Regions from separate parts of the Ovis aries genome. Here region 2 is linked to region 1. Evidence: chromatin contacts called from public Hi-C data. All regions are on one chromosome and are shown on one strand. The core of a region is the stretch at or near the end of the contact, and the rest is flanking DNA. Distances in the headings are between cores, read along the strand shown. Region 1 has its middle 49 kb from the start of EYA3. Region 2 holds the start of SMPDL3B (sphingomyelin phosphodiesterase acid like 3B).

Evidence for each region. A called contact is a pair of places that touch in the nucleus more often than the background predicts.
Region 2: a contact with region 1 is called in a Hi-C map of hypothalamus, with 2.8 times the contacts expected there. The contact joins the promoter of SMPDL3B here to the enhancer-like site in region 1. A contact is called at or near these places in 3 of 16 Hi-C or Micro-C datasets (hypothalamus, liver and muscle).

Annotation. Positions count from the first base shown.
Region 1 is chr2:238,997,016-239,004,901 of ARS-UI_Ramb_v3.0, reverse strand. No RefSeq gene overlaps it. Among named protein-coding and RNA genes, the nearest start is that of EYA3, 49 kb to the left of the region's middle. Within about 2 kb of position 3,266, at least 21 of the 54 cell types and tissues checked have an H3K27ac peak or open chromatin away from gene starts, as enhancers often do. A contact at or near this core is called in hypothalamus and liver, where this site is marked.
Region 2 is chr2:239,161,654-239,169,539 of ARS-UI_Ramb_v3.0, reverse strand. It overlaps SMPDL3B (sphingomyelin phosphodiesterase acid like 3B), which reads left to right and starts at 2,975. Exons shown (of 7, transcript XM_012150886.5): 1 at 2,975-3,319. The coding sequence starts at 3,259.

The DNA of each region.
Region 1 (7,886 bases), core at 2,017-4,516:
TCTGACTTCACTCAGTATGACAATCTCTAGGTCCGTCCATGTTGCTACAAATGGCATTATTTAATTTTCATGGCTGAGTAATATTCCATTGTATATATGTACAATTTACCCATTCCTCTGTTGATGGACATTCAGTTCAGTTCAGTCGCTCAGTCATGTCCGACTCTTTGTGACTTCATGAATTGCAGCACGCCAGGCCTCCCTGTCCATCACCAACTCCCGGAGTTCACTCAGATTCACGTCCATCGAGTCAGTGATGCCATCCAGCCATCTCATCCTCTGTCATCCCCTTTTCCTCCTGCCCTCAGTCCCTCCCAGCATCAGAGTCTTTTGCTGCAGTGTGCATTGGGGTGCATGTATCTTGTCAAATTATGGTTTTCTCTGGATATAAGCCCAGGAATAGGATTGCTGGATCACATGGTAGCCCTATTTTAAGTTTTTTAAGGAACCTCCATACTGTTCTCCATAATGGTTGTACTAATTTACATTCAACAGTGTAGGAGGATTCCCTTTTCTCCATACCCTCTCTGGTATTTATGATGGCCATTCTGACCTCATTATAGTTTTAATTTGTGAAGCCACTCAGTCATGTCTGACTCTTTGTGACCCCCACAGACTGGGGCCTGCCAGGCTTCTCCATCCATGGAATTTTCCAGACAAGAATACTGGAGTGGGTTGCCATTTCTTTCTCCAGGGGATCTTCCTAACCCAGGAATCGAACCCAGGTCTCCTGCATTGTGGGCGGATTCCTTACTGTATGAGTCACCAGGGAAGTCCATTTGATTTGCATTCCTCTAAAAATTGAGCATATTTTCATGTGGTTTTTAGCCATTTGTATATCTCCTTAGGAGAAATGTCTTTTTAGATCTCCCACCCATTTTTGATTGGGCAGCTTGGTTTTTTGATATTGAGCTATGAGAGCAGTCTCTGTATTTTGGAGATTAATCCCTGGTCAGTTGCTTCATTTACAAATATTTTTTTCCCATTCTGTGGATTGTCTTTTCATTTTGGTTATGGTTTCTTTTGCTATGTAAAACCTTTTAAGTTTAACTGGGTCACACTTCTTTATTTTGTTTTTATTTTCATTACTCTAGGAAGTGGATCAAAAAAGATGTGAAAAGAACATTTTAAATTGCTTAAACAAGCAGGTATGTGTTTCTGGGATTTTTGTTTGCTTGTTTTCACATAACAAGATGCTAAGGCAAGCTCTGGCCTTGGTTCTCTCTGGCTCAGTAGCACCGCAGTAATTTTGTCCTTCCCCTCACCCTTGCTGCCCCACAGTCATAGATGATTGCCCCAGCTCCAGGCATCACATGCACTATCAAGGAAGGAAGAACAGCTAAGGGGAAGCTCCAGTCATGGCTAACTCTTTATTAGGAAAGCAAGAGCTTTCCCAGAAGTCCCCCAGTATACTTCTCTAACTCGCTCATTGGCTGAGTTACACGGACACTCACAGCTACGAGGGAGGCTGTGAAGCAGAAATTGCATGATTGGCTTTGAAAATCATGATGTATGCCCTAGTTACACAACTACCCAGGCAAACTTGGAGGTCTATTTGCAAAGAAGGGATCAGGGACATCGAGTAGGCAACTAGCTCTCGCCCCCTCTAAACAAGACATGGTGCTGCCCACTTCGTCACAGTCACTGTCACCCTGCTCCTTCCAGTCTTACACGTGGATTGCTCTCTCAGTAATCATCTGCTAGTCCATGAGGACATCTGAGCATTCAACACATGAATATAAAACTTGGGGTTAGAAAAGGTGAGAAAATTGCCAGTTGTCCTTCATTATCCATAATTTCCTTCTTTCTTCGGGTAACAAAGCAATCTTCACCCCAAGAACTAGCAGGGAATAGGGTTGCCCAGCTCGAGAGCATATTTCCCAGCCTCCCTTGCAGCTCGATGGGTGTGGCCGTGCAAGTGTTCACCATTGCAAAGTGACTAGAATGATCTGAGCATCACTTCATCTACATCGTGTCCTAAAAGGAAATTGTTAGCCACCTACTTCCTCTTTGCCCCCTTTCCCACAGGCTGGGAATGTAGATGTAGCAAGAGAGAGCTTGTTTCAGCAATGTCCTAGGAAAAATATATATAACAAACAAACAAAGGAAAACAGAAATAACAGTGTCCTAGGAAAAGGCAGATCAACAGGATAGAGGGAACTGGTGTCTTTCAGTGACACCTGGGGCAGAGCCACTTACCTCTGAATTCACTCTGATCCACTCAGAGGCTTAAAGAGATAAAAGAGCAACAACTATTAAATAAGATATATAATTTTAAAGTATTCTGTATTTGTAATCTCTTTATTAAAACAGCTATTCTGTCCCTCAACTAATATAGAAAACAAACTGCATGATACTAATGGTTGTCATTAATAGTTAGAAAGGGAGTTAGGAGCTAAAATGAAAGAAGAGAGGGGTCAAATAAGTGCAGGAATGGGAGAAGAGGTTTTTATAAACAGTTCTTGGAAAATACAAAAGCCTGTGTTATTGGGGAAGGCAACTGAACTATAACAGGCAGGGCATTGATAGAGCTCGGTCAGAAGCCCTGCTGGGCTCTGTTTTGGCTTAGAATTGGGGCTGCAGCTAAACAGAAATACCAAAATGAAACTGAACAATGCAACCTTGTATATGACGCAAAGATCCATGGTTGAAGAAGGGTCTGTGCTGCTATGAATCAGGTGAGACGGCCAGAAGTCAGAGTCTTTAAGTTCCAAGCAGGCAACCTGGACAGAAGGCAACTCTGGCTCTCTTAAACACAGCAAAACCCAAAAGAAACTTATTAGAAGGACACCGAGGATATCAAAGCATCCACGGAAGATCTTACAGCCAAGTTCTAGGGAAGGACAAGATCCAAGTCAACTCTGGGAATCCCACTAGCAGAAATCTCTCATCTCTTCTAGGTCAGAATCACCAGGAGGACTTGTTAAAACACAGATTGCTGGGGCCTCCACCCAGAATTTCTGATTCAGAAGATGCGGGGTGGGGTGCGGGAATTTGTATTTCTGACAAGTTCCCAGATGCTGATGCTGGTGTTCCAGGGACCACATATAAGAACTACTTCTCCAGGTAAATACATCAAATGATTCAGCACCAACTACCTTCCATCCCCAAGTGTTTCCTCTCAAGGTTGCAAAGTCCTAAGAAAGTCTAGCTGACTCAGAGTTGAGTCACTCCTGTGGTCAGAGAGGTAGTCCTATGATTGGCAGCCCTGTGAGTGTCACATAGGGTGGGGGTGGGAGGGAAGTTCCCCAAAGGAAAGAGCAATGGACAGACAAAAATAGATGTCCTCAGTGTGGTAACTGGCCAAGCTGAATGCACCGCTCTCTCCCTCTGCACCAAGATCTGCTATAACAACTTCTCTCAGCACAGAAAGTTCCAGAAGAGAATTTTTAAATTATTTATTTATTTGACCGTGTCAGGTCTTAGTTGCAGTGTGCAGGCTCAGTAGTTGTGACGCACGAGCTTAATTGCCCCACAGCTTGTGGGATTAGTTTCCCCAAACAGGGATCAAACCCGTGTCCCCTGCATTGGAAGGCAGATTCTTAACCACTGGACTGCCAGGGAAGTCCCAGAAGACAGAATTTTTTTAAAAGAAAAGACGGAAGGAGAATGTAGACTCTTGACCTGTTAGCTTTATTCAAGCCTCATTCTATTTTCTAGCCCAAGAGAGGAGACTCCTGCCCCCTAGAGGCCAGCAATATATTCCACAGATGCCTTGGTGACTTACAGAAGCCCCACGGAGGCAGTGGGCTTTGCACTGGGGACTATTTTGCCCAGGACAACCTGTCATCATGCATGCTGTGCTTTTCTCAGCCGCAGAGAGACTGACATCAATAGATAGTGATAGTGTAGTGATAGTGAAAGTCGCTCAGTCTCGCTGACTCTTTGCGACCCCGTGGACTATACAGTCCATGGAATTCTCCAGGCCCAAATCCCTGAGTGGGTAGCCTTTCCCTTCTCCAGGGGATCTTCTTGACCCAGGAATCAAACTGGGGTCTCCTGCATTGCAGGCGGATTCTTTACCAACTGAGCTATCAGAGAAGCCCAAAACAGATAGTTGGTAAGATATTTTATATCTTTTTGAAGTATATTTTATATGCTTTCACAGTGAACATTTTCCTTCAGAAAAACTATGGCGAAAAAAAAAAAATGGTAACCTAAGTACCCAAGCATATAATTGTGTAACTCTGTATTGTTATCTATCAAATTTTCTTTAAATTAGGTTCAACCGCCTGAGCTTATAAGCCAATATGATGATTTAACATAGCAACATGGAGTGTGTTAAAAACATGCTCATATTTACATAACAGTCAATGTAATATGCCATATTAACAGGATAAAGGACAAAAACATATGATTATCTCAACAGATGCATAAAAAATTTGACAAAATCCAACACTTAACAAAATCCAACACTCAACAAACTAGGAATAGAAGGGCTCTTTCTTAGCTTGATGAATGTCATCTACAGAAGCCCCACAGATAGCACAATAGTACTTAATAGTAAAAAAATGGAGTGTTTTACCTTAAGATCAGTTGTTAAGATTACTGTTTGCCAGGGGCTGGGGGAGGGGGAAATAGGAATTTGCTAGCAGGTACAGGGTTTTTGGGAGGGGGTGATAAAAATGTTCTGAAGTTAGTAACAACGGTTGCCAACCTTTGCATGGATGTACTAAAACCCACAGAATTAGTCATTTCAAAATGGTAAGTTTTGTGACATGTGAATTTTATCTCAAATAAAATTGTTACTAGAAAATATAGAACTTCCCCGGTTGTCCAGTGGTTAGATTCTGTGCACTGCAAGGAACTCAGGTTCAATCTCTGTTCAGAGAACTAAGATCCTGCGTGTGTCGTGGCATGGCCTATGTGTTTGTGTGTGTGTGTGTGTGTGTGTGTGTGTATACAAACAAACACGTGGGGACAACTAGTGATCGTGTAGCTGGAAGTGGTGGGAGGGATCCCATAATCCCTGAATAATGCTTGGAACAGAAGAATTATTTATTCTCTTTAACTTTCCTAAAACTGGTGGAAAGGGAGCCCAATTGAAGAATTTAATTTTGCTAAAGAAAAACAAAAAAAGAACTCTATAATTGTCAAGTACCCTTTGTTTCCAAGGGCCTTTTTTTTTTTTTTTTTTTTTGCCATGCCAAGGAACTTGTGGAATCTCAGCTCCCCAACCAAGGATTCAGCCTAGGTCCATGGCAGTAAAAGTACCTAGTCTTAACTACTGGACAACCAGGGTTTTCCTTTAAAGAGCGCTTTAATGAGTATTCAGTGGGTCAGTTTCACCCTGAGGCTTAATCTAGAGCAGAGAAGAAAATATTTCAAGATGTAGAGTAAGGAAAGTTTTGGAATAGACTGCTGGAGACTAGAATGAAGCTAAAGAGAGGCTGGAGGAGATGGGAAACTAGAATGAAGCTAGAGTGAGGCTGACTCCCAAGGAGGGATAGAGCCAGAAAGAAGTTCCTCTTGGCAGTAATGGACCATGACCTTCTAGGACAGTAGTGTCTTATAAATAACTTTAAGTTGGTGTGCTACTGTGCTGAACTTTTCCTTCTGTTTCACTAAAGCCTCAGTAAAACCTGCTAAGTGTTAGGACTACTTGGAGAATTGAAGGAATCACTAATTTGAGAGCCTGTGAGAAAAAATAACACCAAAGAAACAAGAGGAACAGTGAAAAACAGACTATTTCTTGGGCTAGCCTGGGGGTTGTTTTCGTTCAGTTGCTCAGTCATGTCTGACTCTTGTGACCCCACAGACTGCAGTACGCTAGGATTCCCTGTATCACCAACTCTCAGTACTCAAACTCATGTCCATTAAGTCGGTGATGCCATCCAACCATCTCATCCTCTGTCAGCCCCTTCTCCTCCTGCCTTCAATCTCTCCCAGCATCAGGGTCTTTTCTAATAAGTCAACTCTTCGCATCAAGAGGCCAAAGTATTGGAGCTTCAGCTTCAGCATCAGTCCTTCCAGTGAATATCCAAGGTTGATTTCCTTTAGGATGAACTGGTTGGATCTCCTTGCAGTCCAAGGGGCTCACAAGAGTCTTCTCCAACACCACAGTTCATAACTATCAATTCTTCAGCATTCAGCCTTCTTTATGGTCCAACTCTTACATCCATACATGATTACTGGAAAAACCATAACTTTGACTAGACAGACCTTTGTCGGCAAAGTAATGTTTCTAATTTTTAATATGCTGTCTAGGTTTGTCATAGCTTTTCTTCCAAGGAGCAAGCGTCTTTTAATTTCCTGGCTGCAGTCACCATCTGCAGTGATTTTGGAGTCCAAGAAAATAAAGTCTGTCACCATTTCCAGTTTCCCCATCTACTTGCCATGAAGTAATGGGACCAGATGCCATGATCGCTGGGATTCCAAGTCAAACTAAGGCTTAATAAGCACACTCTGAGAAACCAGAAGGGGAGGGTAAAAGGACCTGAGAATTGTAGAGGGCCTACTATGTGCTTTCCCAAGGTTGCTTAGGTAGGACATGGCAGAGCATGGATTTAAATCCTTGCCTTTTTAGTCCCAAAGTCATTGCACTTAGCACCAGGGGAAGAGAGCAGACGGGCCAAGACAGAGAAGAGCTATACTACTGAGATAGAGAAAGCTGTCCAGCAGGCATCGTGGCAGAGCATTTGGCCCAACCTGGAGTATGAATCAGGGAAGTCTTTGTGGAGGAGGAAATATTTGAACTGAGGCTTTTAAGACTGTAGGTATCTGTCAGAGGAATAAAGAGAAGCAAGACAAGAGGTTGTCTGGCAAAGCAGGGGAGGTCACAGAGCCCAGAGTTCAGGCTTTGCACAGTCTCCATGGGCTAGGGGCTTTCTTGTCTTGTCTCCTCCCAGCTCTGCTGTCCATGTCATCACACCACAATGAGCCATCGTTTTTCTGACAAACACTGTCATTCACATGGGGGTTTCCAGAAACATTGTCGTAATGGTTGTGACAGTCGTCTGGGTTCTGCCATCTATACACTGTGTGACTATTGGCTTGTCACTTCCCCTCTCAGGGACAGGGTTACCTTATGCAGAAAGTTACAGTGGGAAAACTGACTTTGGTGATGGTTGTATATATCTGTGACTATACTAGAAACCACTGAATTGTACACCTTAAATAGGTGAATGTGAATTATATCTCAATAAAGCTGCTTTTTTTTTTTTTTTTCACTGTCATAGGCAGGATGGTGGAGGAAGTTTGGCCTAAGAGTTGTAGGTCTGTTGCAACCAAGGGTTTGTTACTCTATAGCCAGGTGGCTTTATGTACATTTTGAAACTTTATCTCTCTGAACCTCATTTTCCTCATTGTAAGAAGGGAATTATGTCTTTGTATTATTGTTCAGCTGGTGAAGTAACAGGTGCAGTTGGTGGTTGGAAGGCTTAGAATTCTGGTTCCATCACTGACCATCTCTCTGCACCTCCATTTCCTCATCTGTTTAATGGGGATAATAGTACCTTCTTCATAATGTTGTCGGGAAGATCATATGTTTTGATACCTAGAAGTGATACTTATAAAAGAACTATGCCTGGCATGTGGTTCAGTTGTTCATAAATATTGTAGCTAGTTTATTATATGTATCTCATATCCCGGATTGTATTAATATTTGGGATCTTCTTGTCAAGGTGTAATTGCCCACCCAAACCTAGTACTGGACTCCCTGAGGACTGGGGATTCCCCAGTCCTGAGCCTTTCCCTAGAGGTGGAACATAATTTTGAGAGTGGTCTGCCAGCCCATGTTCCTCTTTTCTAAAAGCATCTTTCCAATAGGAGTGGGCTTCAGCGGTCCCCGGCCATAACTGAAGGGACAGGGTGGATCCCCTCAGCCAAGTTGAACCAACTTCTCTCTTCCAGAAATTTGGACTCTGGGATATGTTAACAGGTGATGC
Region 2 (7,886 bases), core at 1,726-4,225, 160 kb before region 1:
AATTAAGAGTTCCGATTAACATAAACACACTACTGTATATAAAATAGATAATCAACAAGCACCTCCTGCATAGCTCAGGGAGCTATACTCAATATTTTGTGATAAGCTATAAGGGAAGAGAATCTGAAAAATAATATATGTATGCATAACTTAATCACTGTGCCATATACCTAAAACTAACACACCACGGTAAACCAACAATACTTCAATTAAAAGAAGGAAAACATTGAAGATCTAAATACATAAAGAAATAGATTGTACTCATGGGCGGAAAAATTCAATATCATAAAAATATCAAGTTGAGAAGAATTGGCCCATAGGTTTTATGCAGTTCTAATAAATATTCTCAATGAGGTTAAAAAAAAAAAGAACCCACCTGCCAGTGCAGGAGACTCAAGGGATACAGGTTTCATCCCTGGGTTGGGAAGATCCTCTGGAGGAGGAAATGGCAACCCACTCTAGTATTCTTGCTGGGATAAGCCCATGGACAGAGGAGCCCGGTGTGGCACAGTCCACGGGGTCTCAGAGTCAGGCGTGCATGTGTGCTAAGTCGCTTCAGTTGTCTCTCACTCTGTGACCCTGTGGGCTGCAGCACACCAGGTCCTCTGTCTATGGGATTAGCCCAGCAAGAATACTGCAGTGGGTTGCAGTGCCCTCTTCCAGGGGATCTTCCCAGCTCAGGGATCAAACCTACATCTGTTACATCTCCTGCATTGGCAGGTGAGTTCTTTACCACTAGAGCCACCTGGGAAGCCCAAAGAGTCAGACTGACTGGGCAACTGAGCACGCAGGCATGCCTGCACATTAAGATTAGGCTGGTGGGACAGCCGTACAACTATGCGCCTTTGCTCTGCAATGCAACAGATAGGACACAAGACCACATGAGATGTCATCTTGCCAAAGAATTCAAAGCTAAATGTCATCAAAACTTTAGATCTAACTACCAGTTTATAGGCAATATGGAGAACAGAAGAACAACTTAAATGATACCACCAAGAAGCAATCAGGCAAACACTCCAGAATGTGGGAAATTTCACAAGACAAATGACCTAGTCTCCTAACAAGGAAAAAGAGAAAGGCGGGGAGGGGGAAAAGTCTAAAATTGAGAGAGACTTAAAGAGACAGATCAACTGCACGCAACAGGTGGGCCTGATTTGGATCTTGATTTGAGCAAATCAATTGTATTTGGTTAGCCAAAAAGTTTGTTCCAGTTTTTCCATAAGTTAAAAAAATTTTAATTAAATTAAAAAAAATTCTATGAGAAAATCAGGAAAGTTTAAACACTGACCAAGCATCTCCCTGGTTGGTACAGTTACTAGGATTTGCTACTGAGATAGGCTGGGACCTGGGACCCTCTACTGGAGTGCTTGCACTTTCACCTGGGTAAATGCCTCCTTGAGAAACAGAATACAAAGAAACTATAAGCGACTAAAAATAACTGCAAGTATGAGCAGTTGGGCCAATTATGAAAAATAAGATACAAAAAGGCCACAAACTTCTGAGGTGCTGGGAGCAAAAGATGGGTACTGTGTACAACCCTACCAAGGGGTGGGGAGACCGTCTAAGCTACCCCTCCAGTCCAACCATCTGCTTCTATCCTCATCCCACTTAAAGAACCAGCCCACCCTCCTGGGAGAGTGAGCCAGGGCACCCGTGTCTTGTTTTCATTCTGTCGTGATGCAGCACAAGTCCCAGTAAAGCCTTGCTTTAATCTCTTGTCTGGTCCCCTATCAATTTCTATTAAATTAAAAGACACCTGCTCCTTGGAGGAAAAGCTATGACAGACCTAGACAGCGTATTAAAAAGCAGAGACATCACTTTACCGACAAAGGTCCATGTAGTCAAAGCTATAGTATTCCCAGGAGTCATGTACGGATGTGAGAGTTGAACCATAAAGAAGGCTGAGTGCCGAAGAATTGATTCTTTCAAATTGTGGTGCTGAAGAAGACTCTTGAGAGTTCCTTGGATGGCAAGGAGATCCAACCAGTCCATCCTAAAGGAAATCAACCCTGAATATTCATTGGAAGGACTGCTGGTAAAGCTGAGCAAACTCAGAGAGATAGTGAGGGACAGGGAAGCCTGGCATGCTTTTACTCCACGGAGTCGCAGAGTCAGACATGGCTTAGTGACTGAACAACAAACAGCAAGGGAGGAAGGTGGGAGCGGGGATCAGGAAGGAGGGAGCGGGAATCAGGAAGGGGGGGATACATGTATGCCTATGGCCGATTGATACTAATGTGTGGCAAAACCCATCACCATGGTGTAAAACAATTACCCTCGGATTAAAATAAATAAATTAAAAAAAAAAGAAAAATGAGTCCAAGGAGGAGGGTCAGGAACACTATTAATTGTTTTTAGATCCTCTATGCTGTTCTTAAAAAATTCTAAAAAAAAAAAAAGTTCTTATCTTTTAGAAATGTATACTACATTGTTTATGGGCAAAATGATATGATCTCTGGAATTTAAAAATAATCCTTTGGGGTTGGGGTGGGGGTAAAGATGAAGTAAGATTGGCTGTGAGTTCATAATTGCTCTTGTGGGAGGATGGATACGGGGGCTCCTTACATCGTTCTCTCTACTTCTGTTTATGTTGGCAGATTTTCACAATCGAAGAGATGAAGCCATGTCACCTCCTCCCAGAGGCCCTCTCAGTTTCCTCAGAGGGTGAGCTCCCTCCTCTGGGCTTGTCAAGCCACCTGTCACGCAGAACTGCAGTCCAGTGGCCTGCTTCTTCCTCTAGAGGGCAGAGTGGTGGCCTTGGGTCACTCTTATCTCCCCAGGACAGGGTTTCCGCGTGAATGAACAGATGACTCTTGGTCTGGGTTCATTTGTGGTCAAGCAGCTCAGTCTCCAACAAGCACTCAAGTTCCTTTGATGGCAAAGGCCGGACAGTTTCTACAGTCTGTTCTCCTGGGGTGGGGCAGCATGAAAACTCCGAAAGTGGATATTTGCTGGCTGGTGACTGCGGCTGAGTGAGTTTCCAGTTGCTGACTGGACTGACCAACACGCTCTGAGGAACTGGCAGGACTGGTGCTGCTTCTTACGTGAGAGTCCAAAGGCCTGGCAAGTGCAGCTCCCGGGGCAAACCCTGCTCACACCCCCCTGGGCAAAGGAAGAAAAGCCAGAGGAGCCAGAAGCCCTGAGTGTCTGGAAACAGCTGGTGACTGGACGGGAAGTTCTGCTCTGACACGCGACCATCAACACCTAGCTAGGAAGTCTGTGGCTGGAACAAAAGCTCCCATCAGACGAAACCCCAGGATGAGGCTGCCGGGGGTGCTGATTTTCCTGGCCTCCTGGGGAGTCGCCAGAGCTGCACCAGGTAGGTAAGCTGAAAATGTTGCTAAGAATAGCAAGACAGGGAGCTCAGCTGGGGAGGCTGGGGGAGAGAGTTAGTGGGTGGAGGGTGTGCTGTTTGAGCCTAAGATTGTTAAGTGGAGGTGATGGCTGGCCACGGAAGGAACATGGACATTGTTCAGAGCTGTCTAAGAGCCAGCCAGCTGGTAGAGGTAGAAGGTAGCAGGCACATTCGTGAATTCATTCAACAAATATTGGTTGAGTAGCTCTCAAATCTAGTATTTTATTGGAACTCTGTTGAAGCATTTTACTAACCTCATTCCTTTTTGGATCTGGAACACATTTTAGAATTTCCTAACAGAGGTCACTGTTGTTTAGAAATCTGCAACTGGAGAAGGGAATGGCAACCCACTCCAATATTCTTGCCTGGAGAATCCCATGGACAGAGGAGCTTGGTGGCTATAGACCATGGGGTTGCAAAGAGTCAGACACGACTTTGAGAATAAACCACAACCCCAGAGACCTGCAGGGGTTTCTTTTCTGCAAATGCCACCAGCAGATTTTCATTTTGTCAACAGTGTGCATGCACGCACTACATAGATCCGCATCATTTATGGTATAAATTGTATCCTTGCTAGATTTCTCCCATCTCTCACTTAAAAGGACATTAGATTAGCAAATGATACAAAAGCTTTGTTGTTTTGTTTAAGACAAAGGCGAGCTTTCCTAAGCTTGAACTTATAGTTCTTCAAAACAAAAACAAGACACAAGAACTAAAATGTCCTGGACAAGAAAAAATTATTTTGAACCAAAAAATGAATCATGCACTATTCTTGGAACCAGGGATGTGGCAGAAAAGAAACAAAATTCCAGTGCTGGTGAAGCCTCCCTTCACCTCAGGAGAAACAGACTAAAAGACACATGGACAAAGAAATACATATTCCAGGAAATAACAAGGGTAACGGAGAATAACAAAGCAGAATAAAGGAGTAGGGAGGATGGGGGAGAAAGATTACTTAAGGGGTAGCAGAGAAGAACTGTCAAATAAAGTGGTATTTGACTAGAGACCTAAGGCAGCATGGGAGAGAGCTATGTGGATGTCCAGAAGAACATTCCAGCAACAGAGGACAAAAAGTTCACAGGCCCTGAGCTGGATGCACAGGACATATGTGTGAGCAAAAGCAGGAGGCCAGCATGGCGGAGCTCAGAGAATGGGGGGATGGCGGGGTAGAGGGATATGGATGTTGGGAGATGATGGGGGTGGGGCCAGGGGCTGGTGCCAGCTCATGTGTAAACTTGTAGACAATTTTAAGAACACCAAGTGAGGGAATTCGTGGGCTGTTTGGTGGTTAGAACTCCATGCTTTCACTGCCCGGGTTCAATCCCTGGTCAGGGAACTAGGATCCCACAAGCTAGGAGGTGCAGCCAAAAAAAAAAAAAAAAGAAAAAGAAAAAGTATATAAAAACATGCAAAAAAAAAGGAAAATAGTCAAGAAGAGCTAACATTTATTTTCTGAGTACTTACTATATACTGTGCTTATGCTTTGTGCTTGACATATATTGTCCTTTTAAAACCCATTTGAAAAACGAAGTGAAAACACCTCCTCTGATTTTTATAGTCCTTGTAGTGGTGGTTTAGTTGCTAAGTTGTGTCCAACTCTTGCAACCCCACGGACTGTAGCCTGCCAGGCTCCTGTGTCCATGGCATTCTCCAGGTAAGAATACTGGAGTGGGTTCCCATTTCCTTCTCCAGGGGATCTTCCCGACCCAAGGATCAAACCTGGGTCTCCCGCACTGCAGGCAGATTGTTTACCTGTAAAGTAGGTACTATTACCATTATATCCATTTTGTGGATGAGGAAAATGAGACCCAGAGGGGACACAAAACTCCACAGCTGGAAAGTGGTGAGACCAAGTTCGTACTCAGCCACCTTTCCACCATACACTTTGATGGGTCCTCTTGGGATTGTGGGTACTACTTCCTCCCCCCTCTTTCCTTCAAACTTTTCTGGACTGTATACATCTATAATCTAAAACTGGAGTTAAATTTAAAAAGAATTCCGTAACACCTGTCAGTTTTTTCAGAATCTGAGTCTCTTCCTGAAGTGCAGACTTTTGAGACACCCAGTCAGATAGCCATCACCCTTGCTTTGCATAAAGCCATGGAGTTTCTACCTGCACCATCCTTAGCCAAGAACTTGGGTGGGGCGCCAACTTGCTGGTTTCATCTCCTCCCACACAAACCGGAGGCTACACAGCATTTATCCCTCAGCCTCTAACTGCAGACAAGCCTACAAGTTCTTTCCGTGGGAGCCAGTGTGGGAGGCAAACATTTCCCTGAAGAATGACGAGCCTGCCTCTTGGAGCTGCTGTGAGGCGATGGCAATCCACACAGCTAACACAAGTGAAGTGAAGTGAAGTGAAAGGCGCTCAGTCGTGTCTCACTCTTTGCAACCCCATGGGCTATATACTCCATGGAATTCTCCAGGCCAGAATACTGGAGTGGGCAGCCTTTCCCTTCTCCAGGGGATCTTCCCAACCCAGGGATCAAACCCAGGTCTCCCGCATTGCAGGCGGATTCTTTACCAGCTGAGCCACAAGGGAAGCCCAAGAATACTGGAGTGGGTAGCCTATCCCTTCTTCCAGCTAACACAAGGGATCGGTTTTAACAAGTTAACCCTTTGTGTTTTGTAGGGCAGTGGTTTACAGAGGAGGAGTTATAACTGAAGTGTTTGGGATCATTGCTTAGCATCAAAAATGATAGCTTATTATTGTTATTGCTATTTAGTCACTCAGTTGTGTCCAGCTCTTTGCGATCCCATGGACTATAGCCCACCAGGCTCCTCTGTCCCTGGGATTCTCCAGGCAAGAATACTGGAGTGGGTTGCCATTTGCTTCTCTGATAGCTTGTATGCAAATCTAAAAAAAAAAAAAAAAAAAAAAAGTCCAAATGAACTTATTCACAAAACAAGAACAAACTCACAGAGAACAGATTTATGGTTACCAGGGGAAAGGGGTGGGGGATAGATTGAGAGTTTGGGATTGACATATACACGCTGCTGTTTTTAAAACAGAAAATCACAGACTTCCCTGGCAGTCAAGTGGTTAAGGCTCTGTGCTTCCAATGCAGGGGTCATGAATTCGATCCCTAGTCAAGGAACTAAGATCTTGTGTGGCACAGCCAAAAAATATATATATATATATATATAAAATAATAAAATAAAAAAAATAAAATAGATAACTAACAAGGACCTACTGTAAAACCAAACCAAAGCAGAAAACAACAACAGCAAAAATCCCCACAAAGGACTGAAGTAAGGTAAGTAAAGTCGCTCAGTCGTGTCCGACTCTTTGCGACCCCATGGACTGTAGCCTACCAGGCTCCTCCCTCCATGGGATTCTCCATGCAAGAGTACTGGAGCGGGTTGCCATTTCCTTCTCCAGGGGATCTTCCCAACCCAGGGATCAAACCAGGGTCTCCTGCATTCCAGGCAGACACTTTAACCTCTGAGCCACCAAATTGGGACCAATGTTGCTTTATGGTGGGTTGTATGCATAACAGATAAGTCACGGAATCATAGGCAGTTAAAACTGATAAAACAGATAACCTTTGTGCAATACACAAATGTTATGCTTCAGAAAAAAGAGGCTCCAGAAGAGAAGAAAACCTGAGGTCCAAGGGGCAGAGCAGCCCAGGGATTATGCACTCAGGCTGGTTTGTCCACTCCGTGGCCATCCACCCCTTTTCTACTAGTATCGTTATCCCCATTTTACAGAAATGGGGACACGGAGGCTCAGCTGAGGAAATCTCTTGTTCAAGTTGCCATTGAAAGTGTACCCAGGATTCAAAACAAGATTTCTCTGATTTCAAATTTCATGCATGTCTTTTCAAAAAATAATCCACTGCCTTAAGCCAGAAAACCTATGTACTACCTTTTAATATCTATGTGACCTTGAGTCTCTATTTCACTATCTGTAAAATAAGGATAATACTATAGGAGGTGAGATTAAATAAGGTGAGCTCATGCACTTACACTGCAATGTGCTATAAAAGTTTGAGACCTTTTTTTTTTTTTAATATCTAAGGTCACATGGCTAGCTAGTGGCAAAGTGCACTGTGATCATTTCTTTTCAAGTACAGTATGAATCATAGGTCTACCACTAACTAGCTCAGCTTCCTCATCTGTAAAATGGGTATGATAATAGAACGTATTTCATCATTTTGCTGTGAGGCTACATAGGCAGAGGGCTTGGCACAGCATCCGGCCTTCAGTAGGTGCTAAATAAATGGCAGGTGTTTTCCTGCCTTCCTCTTCTTTTCTCTGACCATAAGCAAACTCACTTTTCAGACACTTTAAGACTGTCTTAGACTCTAGGAATGATTTTTTCATCTCCTCCACCCCAACATGAATCAGTAAAAAGATCTCACATTATATATGATTTTTAATGACTTCTAAAAATAATTTTTAAAATATATTAGCTATATTAATTGTGTTTATTTATTTGGCTGCCCCAGGTCCTAGCTGCAGCACAAGGGATCTGCGGTCTTTGTCGCAGCATGCAGGATCTTTAGTTGTGGCAGGTGAACTCTTG